Regions from separate parts of the Arachis hypogaea genome. Here region 2 is linked to region 1. Evidence: chromatin contacts called from public Hi-C data. All regions are on one chromosome and are shown on one strand. The core of a region is the stretch at or near the end of the contact, and the rest is flanking DNA. Distances in the headings are between cores, read along the strand shown.

Evidence for each region. Hi-C and Micro-C count contacts between places; a contact is called where the count stands out from the background.
Region 2: a contact with region 1 is called in a Hi-C map of leaf, with 4 times the contacts expected there. The contact joins the promoter of LOC112702995 here to the promoter of LOC112701432 in region 1. A contact is called at or near these places in 2 of 8 Hi-C or Micro-C datasets (both in leaf).

Annotation. Positions count from the first base shown.
Region 1 is chr7:45,205,151-45,209,924 of arahy.Tifrunner.gnm2.J5K5, reverse strand. It overlaps LOC112701432 (delta(3,5)-Delta(2,4)-dienoyl-CoA isomerase, peroxisomal), which reads right to left and starts at 2,538. Exons shown (of 3, transcript XM_072198792.1): 1 at 2,368-2,538. The coding sequence starts at 2,538. It overlaps LOC112702990 (protein S-acyltransferase 18), which reads left to right. Exons shown (of 4, transcript XM_025754263.3): 1 at 1-2,798; 2 at 2,879-2,947; 3 at 3,176-3,420; 4 at 4,490-4,705. The coding sequence starts at 2,622. The coding sequence ends at 3,313.
Region 2 is chr7:45,472,117-45,476,869 of arahy.Tifrunner.gnm2.J5K5, reverse strand. It overlaps LOC112702995 (aspartic proteinase NANA, chloroplast), which reads right to left and starts at 2,462. Exons shown (of 2, transcript XM_025754266.3): 1 at 382-2,462. The coding sequence starts at 1,154.

The DNA of each region.
Region 1 (4,774 bases), core at 1,289-3,788:
TTCAATCAAACACACAGAATCTTGCCCTCTCTCACTCTAGCAACATCGTCGTGCTGGTAGTCCTAGCTTTTCTTTTGCGCTGCACATGAAGCCCCTCAGCGGCACAAAGAATCAACAGCGACTCAACTCTAAAGGGGGTAGTTTCACGCTGCCAATCAAAAGCTGCGGTTGGCATGGCTGTGTAAGGTGCTCGTCGATCTCCTCGCACTGGCGCCCCTGGCACTCTCTCCCTCTCAAAGGTGCTCTGTCTTCCTCTCAAAGGTGCTCTGTCTCTCCCTTTCTCAGCTTTACAGTGGATAGCGGTGCGTGCTCTTCTTCTCTGCCAGTGGCGTTTTCTTCTGGTATTAATAAGCTTGATTTGTTTATTTTTCTTAAAAGAGGCAAGACAGGGCAGAATAACAAGTTCAGCCCATATCACTTTTGAGGGGCCGACCGGTCCGTCTCGTTTTGTGGTGGACTTTGGTGGAGCGGATAGCCCACTTTACCACCCCTAGTAATATGTTTCATCACAAATCCACTCCCACTAGAAGAAAATAGATGCTCTCCAGTTTTTTTAACACTTGACAGAATCCAGTGTGATCTCTCACCTTTGATTTATAAGTGGGACCAGAAATAAAGAAGAGAGAGCACTACAAGAAAATGAAATATTTGTAACAAAAAATTTGTATCAAATTTAAAATTGTTACAAAAAATGATTTTTTGTAATAATAATTAGTGATTGTTACAAAAGAATAATGTTTTGTAACAACATTACAAATTGTTACAAAACATGATAATATTTTGTAACAACCTGTTTTATTTTGTTACAAATTATGTTAGTTTTTGTAACGAGATAGTATTTTGTTACAAAATATTGTAATATTTTGTAACAAAAAAAAGAAGTTACAAAAATTCGAAATATTTTGTAACAATTTGTTTTTTTTGTTTCAAAAACTCTAATTGTTTTGTAACAAAACAACTTTTTGTTTCAAAAACTCCAATTGTTTTGTAACAAAAAATTAATTTGTCACAAAATTTAATATTATTTGTAACAAGTTAATTATTTGTCACAAAATATAAGTATATTTTATAACAATTTTTTTTTTAAATATTAAACACTTTAAGAGTAAAAAAAATTGTGTATATAATTTTTTCAAAATAATTTTATTTTGTTTCAAAAATTAAAATTTTTTACATACTATTTGTATTCATTAGCCCTAGCTATAACATTCAATATTTTTGAAAATCTAAATATAAATAAATTGTGATTTTATCTTATTAAGTTTAAACTTTATAATTTTAGAAATTATTTTATTAGAAATAATTAAATAGATTTGGAGATAATGTAGAGTTAAATAATTTAAATTAAATAATTGATATTTTGGGTTTAAACTGTACTTTATAAAGTATAATTAATATATTTATTTTATACATTAAATTAAGAATAATTATTAAAACTAAATAATATATTAATAAATTGTGTTCTTAAATATCTTTAATGAAGTACATTTAATTTTAAAATTATTATTTCATCATTTAATTTTATTAAAATATCTATTTTATCAAATTTTCTTTATAAAAACTTAACCCTAAATTCCCAAATAAAAAACCTTAATTTTCAATTACAAATTCTATCCTATTCTCCCTTTCTCCTTTAACCTAACACACAAAACACAGAAAACATAAGAAAGCGGAGAAATAGCTAGGCCAGGAGAAGGAAGAGAGGAAAAGGGGGGATATCGCCGATGGAAAAGGAAACTGCTGTAAAATCCAGAACTTTTGAAAAGTTTTATTATGGTCAAGTCTTAAATCACATAGTTATTTACAATTTTAATTTCAAAAATTATTTTATTAAAGATAATCAAAGCAAGTTTTGATTAATTGAATTTAAAATAAATTAAGATTATTATCCAATTTTATAATTATTGAATTATTTTCTATATTTAAATTATAAAATTTTTAATTATGAAATAATAAGAATTTTATATGATTTGAACTAAATAATTAATATTTTAAAATATTAATATTGTTGTTTTAAAAAATAAAAAAATTAATTATATTATTTTTAGTTTTTAGATTTAAACATTTTATTAAAAATAATTTGTAAAATTAATGAACAATAATATTTTTATACATTATTATTGTTGGATTAAAATTTGGTTTTCAATTATTCTATTACCCTAATTTTATTTAAATTATCCAAACTATCCCTAACCAAACCCTAATTCACTAAGAACGAAATCCAACCCAAACCCCTCACTCTCAGCCGCAACACTTCTCTCCCTTCAGCAAACAATCCGAAAAATAAAAGAAAGAAAGGGGGAAGTAGGGGAAGGGGCCGCGGAGAAGGGGAGGAGGAGAGGAAGAAGCTCCGCGCCGCTGTCCAACCCGCCGCGCCTCGCCGCCGGATTGCCGCGCGTGAGGAGCCGTGCCGTTGCCATTGCCGTGGGTGAAGTTCACCGCTGGCGCTAGTTGAGGCCGTTGCTGTGGAACAGAGATGAGAGAGAGATCGAAACGGGCTTTGAAGAAGAGAATCGCGCGAGAAAGGAGGAGAGTCATCGCGGACTGGCCGTTGGGGGAGCCGCTGCTGTGAGCTCGCGTCGTGGGCACCGTCGTACCCTGGCCGTGTTGCTACTGCCGTCATGCCCTGGTGCCGTCAAGTGAAGCAACCATCGTTGCTTGGGAAGAACCCGAAGAGTGAGAGGGAGCCCGCAGAGAAGCCTCTGCTCCCATTCCCTCTTGTCATGAAAGATGATGATGCCATTTTCCCAAATCTTAATGAAGATGACATTTCATTTTGTGCTCTTTGTGATTTTGAGGTTAGAATCTTAGTTGCATACTATGTGCTTACCATTTAATCACAATTGAGTGCTCTTTTCTATGCTATTATATGAATCAGGTGAAAAAGCATAGTAAGCATTGCAGGACGTGCAATCGATGCGTCGAAGGATTCGATCACCATTGCAAGGTGTGTAATAAATGAATTTTTGTGTTGAAGTAAAATCTGGAGTTGTAAATAAAATTGCTATTATTAGACTAGCTAGTCTTTCTGTGTTGGAATTTTTCAATTCTCTTTACTCATCGCTCAGGATTTTACACTGTCTTTCAATTTCAGAACCAAAATTTAAAATAAAAAGGGTGTTTTAATTACATGAATTAATTATGTTCCAATATTATTGTCTTATTACGTGTACAGCTTATCATTGAAGGAGGGACCACAATTGCTGTGTTTATCAAGTGCTTTGCGAATAAAAGAGGAATGGTAAAGGAGCTTCATAGGAAGCTTCACGTAGAGTTTCCAAGAGAGGTTCTCGCCACCATATGTGTAATATAGTTAACTCAGCACTTCCACCTCCTACCAGTACTGACAGTGAGCCTGAAAGGGAAGATGAGAAAGAAGTTGATAAAAAAGCTGTTGTTACAAGCCTCATAAGTGAAACGGTAAGTGGTTTAACTGCAGACTTATGTGGATAAGCATGATGAGTCATTTAAGTAATCCTTGTATTTGTGTGTGCATTTGTTGTTGAATAATTTCTCACATTAAGCTGTTATTGCTGCTCTATACTTGCTGTTGGTTGCTGCTGATTTTTCCCCCTCATTGCTTGATTATTGAATGATTGTTAAATTCAATGAGAAAGAAAATGCTGCTGAGTTATTATTGTTTGTGTTGGAATAGATGATGGTTGCTGAACTGAGATTGGTTTTATTGATAAATCTGTTGCTGAAATCGTTTAGTTTGACTTGATTGATTTTCTGTTGAATTAATGGATAAACTGCTATGCCCATGCTGCTTGCAAGTGTAATGGTTATTGACTTCAATGAATAGAATGCTGCCTAAATCCATTACCTTTGTTCATTTTACTGTTTTGGGTGCTGTATGATGGGCCATTGTTTGCTAAGCTGCTGAGTGCTGCTCTGCTTCTTGCTGGTTTGATTGATTTTAATTGTTTCCTCATTTTTTCTTGTTGGAATTGGCTTATTTACTTCCTTCCTATGAATTCATTATGATTTTCTGTGTTTTTAACTGTCAAAGAATTCATATGGAATTTGAATTGATTGATTGAAATTGTAAAATAGGCAAATTTACCGCTGAAATGCTGCCGGAATTTATTTTAAGCTGTTTTCAATATTCATCTTTGATTCAATTAATTGATTGAGTTGATATTTAATTGCTTTTGGTTTTCAACTGTTGCTAAGCTCAATTGATTGATTATCCAGCTAAGTGCTTCACTGTTTTGGTTGTTGGAAGCTGGAAGTTTTGGATTTTGTTATTCACTATTTGGTTGTTGTCCTATTTGGTTGCTCAATTAAACTGCATTGTGTTGTTTGAAAGGGTGCAAGTTGTGAATTGGTTGTGTTTGTTGGAACCGTGGACGGTGGAAATATCCAAGTTTTAGGGGAGGTTTTGCCGAAAATTTTCTAAAAATTTTGGATAAAACTTAGTGGAAAAATTATAATTAGTGTTATATCTTGTTTCTAACATTTTTGTTTCGGTTTTTCTTATTTACAGGAGTGCTGAAATGGTGACCATATGCTACCTTGAGGGCTCAAGAATGTTTTGATACATAGAGACACTAATCTATGTTAGAACTTTTATGTTTTGGTTGAACTAATCAATGTATTCACTAGCTAATGTTATTTTGTTTAATGACAATTTTAGCTAAAAAGATCTTATTTGACTTATGTATGTTTTTGCATATTATATATATACATGTAAATTTGCTTATTAAAAGCGTTAATATATTAGTTAATTTAAAAAATAATTTAGTAAATTATGCATGTAATTTATAATAAA
Region 2 (4,753 bases), core at 1,213-3,712, 270 kb before region 1:
TATATATATATATATATATATATATATATATATATATATATATTCTGTTTTTTTTTTCACCCAATTCATTGCCGGAACAAAGAAATTTAAAAGGGAAAAAAAAGTGGAACAGACTTAATTAGCTTTGCTTCAATTATAATGCTTCTTGCAAAATGCAAACTCACTCTCTTATCTGAAAGAAAAAAAAACACCCACTCCGCATGTATAATACTGCCAATGCTCCCTTCTTTCACAACAACCCATTAATTCAATTCGGCTAAAAATTAAATGAAACCAAAATTTTAAAAATTAAAACACAAGAAACAAGACAAAAGACAAAGGACATAAACAAGCAAAATACCAAAAGAAAAAAAAATTAAAGAACAGAACTTAGTTACCAACCTGATATCATATAGGCAGGGATCAGAAGGCCTAGGACAGTAAGTTAGAGAAAACAAATCGCTGAGATCAAATTTGCACTTGAGGGATGAACATGTAACTGCCTCAAAAGATTTCGAATGCTGCGGACAAAATACACCATCACCACATTGTTTATTAGTAGTATTCTTCGGCCTTCTTATTCTTCTCCTCCTTCTTTTTGTTCTCCTTGATGACCTCGTCCTCGACCTCGGCCTTGTACGACGGTGACGCTTCTTATGCGCACCAAGAACGCTAGGAGGCTTCTTATCCAAGCAGTTAAACCATGTTAACTCGTTTCCGGTGTCAGCAACCACCCAGAACTTCTGGCCGGGGGTGCCGACTTCGACCTGGACAAAGTACTCGCCTAGGCCATTGTCTCTGCCCGACTGCATTGGCATTTCGAACGTTTCATAGTTCTGTCTTCTGTTATTCAAGTTGTGTTTCTTGTTGTTGGTGGATATGCTCCATCTTTCGTTCATCCTCTGGCGCCTTACGGCGTCTCGCTGGATGAATCCTTTTATGTATTCCAGCTGATCCAAGGCGCCATTGTTGTCGCTGTTTCTGTTTCGGAAGAAGCGGGAATCGTGCCTGTGCACGAGTTCTATTCTCATCTCCTTGCCATCATCGATGTCGTTTTGTTGGTAACCGCCACCATGAGCAATGTTGAAGGAGGTTATTGTTATTATTATGATGATGATGAGGATTGCGGCGGTTCCACTTCTCCATTGCATCCTCATCCTCATCCTCATCTGCATATATGTATGTATGTATAGGTATATAGAAATTTGTACAAAATGTGTTGAAGTGACAATAGGTTTAGGGGAAATAATAGAGGGGTTTTGGTGATGGTTTGATTGAGAGAGAGAATAATGATGAGGAGCTAGAAGAATATTGAAGAGGGTGCTTGAGCTGGTTTTGTTGAAGATGGGTCCATTTTGGTAGGAAAAAAAAAGGAAAGAGAGGGAAAAGAATGGAGAAAGGAAAAGATACAGAAGCAGTAAGAGAAGAAGATATTGAGAGGTACAGATACAAAAAGGGCAGGGCCCTTCTTTTGTTTTCGCCTTTCAGAGTTAGGACTTCGGATTCTTCCTCTTTCCTCTATATATATATATATACAACTTTAACAAAAATTAACATTTTTTTATTCATATCCGTTTAAATTTATGTGGCATTATACCAAAAGTTAAAACGTATGCTTATATTTTTTATTATTAATAACATAATATAATAGATAAATAAACATGGATTATAAAAAAATTGTTAAATATGTTATTTTCTTTTGTGTTTCTGTTAAAATCAAATGTGACAAAAATGTAAGTAGCAAGAACCACTGATAAAATTACTGGTTTAATAATTCATTGATTCGATTGAAATTTAACAGAAATTAAAAGATTTAATTAAATATTAAATAAAATTATTAAAAAAATATATATATAATTTTAAATATATAAATTTAATAAATCATTTTTTTTACTTTTCTTCTTTTGTATTCTCTGTATGTTGAAATCTTTTCAACTCATTTAATATTTATTTTGTAATTAAGAGAGAGACAAGCAATATTTAACATTACGAAATTAAATTTTGCTAGTCTATCATTATTGGTTTTCTTAGTATTTCTCTACTTTATATAAACACAATGAGAGATAAGAAACATAGAGAAAATAAAGAAGCATATAAATGGTTTGGTTTGGGATCGGAGTTAATTAGTGGTGCTTACGAATTTGATTTTGGTGGTGCCATCAAATAATTGTGGAAGCGGCGTTTCAGTGCGGTGGACGAGAAGCTTCAAGAGTTCGACGACATTTTTAGGATTGCAGGGCTGCGGTGGAGACGCGACACCAGAAAATACAGAGAGAGAGAGTTCGACAATGACAAAGAAGCCGGGCTGCGGAGGCTGCGGTAGCTGCATGGCTGTGGTGGATCCTGTGGGGGCTGCGGTAGTTGTGGGTCTTTTGCTCTTTCAATTTCAAACTTTTACTTCAGTTTCAGAGAGGAGAGGAGTGAGAATGAGAGTGTGGGATTGGGTTGCGTGGGAATTTAGGATTTTTTTTTTTAAGGTGAAAACGGCGTCATTTTGGAGTGGTTTATGGAATTAAAAATCTTTTTAAAAGCAACAGGTTTTATCGATTTATCGGTTAATTATCGATTTGTAACTATTTTTTTTGTCAAATACTTTATGAAACTAACGGAATTAATTTGGTGATCGATTTTGATTAATCCAGTTGAACTGATTAATTTGATTCGGTTTTTAGAATTATACAAAAATGAGCTTATTTATGAAAACATGTTTAATAAAAAAAATAAACTATAAAATGGTATCCAAAATTTATATTGCTAACAAAAATAATTTTTGAATAACTTAAAAATGTAATAATTAATAAATATTATATTTTTTTATAAATGACAGAAAAAAATTTTACATTTAACAAATAATTTGTGCATTTGATATGAATTTGTGGCAATATTTTAAATAACTATTTAACAAAAAATCAAAGTAAAATTCAATTTCTAGAACTTTTTTATTTTTTAAACAAATTTAGTCATCTGCAACAAATTTTTTTTAAAAATTTGTTTGGCATAAAATTACCAAAGTTTAAAAATAAAACATTTATTTTTCTAATAATCATTGAAAGAAATCACAACAATAAAATTTAATTTTTAAATTCATTTTTAAAATATATATTTAATATTTAGTTAATTTTTGTTATTTTTTAAAATTTTTTGAAAACTTATTTGCGATTGGTATCTTTTAAAATTATTTTTATTTTTATTAACGATATAAATTTTTGAATACTATTTTAATAATTTATCATAAAATAAACTATTTTTTAAAAAAAGCATATTTGCTTAGGTGAGAATAATTACTAGTATTATTTATTATATATCATTAACATAAACAAGACCTCAATTGTTTAGGTATGAATATCTTATTTCGAATTAATAATTCTGTTTTATTTTTCCCAAACTTGTCTTGATTTGCTTGTATAGTTGTTACTTGTTACACAGTTATTTGCTCTATGCTACATTATTGTCTTATTGGATGCTGGTTTTGAAGACCACCCCCTACCCTAGATATTTTATTTTTATGTGGAGTTTTCCTTTTCACACTAGCTTTTTTAAGTTGTCCTTTATCTGTCGTGATTCTCTCTTACGGTCTTACCTGTATCATTTGGATTTAGATGAAATGATTTAATTTGTTATGTATGTTAATCACTCCAGTCGGATAATTTTATAAAAAAAAATGCAATATAATTTAAAATTATTTTATTTTATATTTTTTATTATTATTTATATTTTTATTTTTTAATTATCACTGAAATAATTAAATAATAATATTAAATATAATAAATATATAACTATAAACATTATATACATAAAATTGTAAATATTAAATTAAATAAAATAATTTTGGTTATTATTTTTCTGATATTATCGATAATTTTAAATTTTTGTTTGACAACGTAAAAAAATTGGCGTCAGAAAGCATTAAATTCAATTTATATAAATTAAAAGTTGTTCATCTAGATTATAACTTAATCACTGATAAGATAAGTGGGGCCTTAATCCGAAATTTGATTTCTGTAAAATTTGAGTTTTCCTCTTTAAAAAAAAAATAGAAAGTCTCAGAAAACACCTGAAAACATGAGCCGAGTAATTATTTTGTTGAAAAAAATCATACAAATTCCCTTAATCCATTATATATATATATATAACCTTTTTTTTTTAAAACAAAGTTCAATACACTAAGTGAAACACATGATTAACACAAGACGAACCAAAAAAATAGAATAAAAAAGTACAACCAGAAACAATTTCTGTGTTATTTTCGGCACAGTGAGTAATAACATGATCTAAAAATGACATAAACTACCAAATTTATTATCTTATTAAAACATATGATATTATTTTTATGTAGACAAAAATTTTATATAACAAAGAAGAAATTAATTAATTATTTTTTGCCTATTTTTTCTCTCAAAAATATAGTCAACTCTCAAATTATTCTTTTATGATTTTTAAAATAGTCTGAAAACATATCACACTTATAAAAAAAATATTCACAAATAATAAATAAGTGTTTAACAGTTTTAACATTTATTCTTTCTACATATAACGCACATATTATCTCTTTAGTCAATAATACTCAATTTACTCAATCGGTCTTTAGTATTGAGATGACCTACTAAAATAAATTTGACAAACACCTCGATTTAAAACGACACTAATCCTTTTCATATTTCATTTATGATTCTATATTTGATTATCCTCAATATTTCTTCTTATAAAATAAATCTGCACAAAAGAATTAATGAAATAAACACTCTTATTAAATTTCTACACCATCTTATATGTG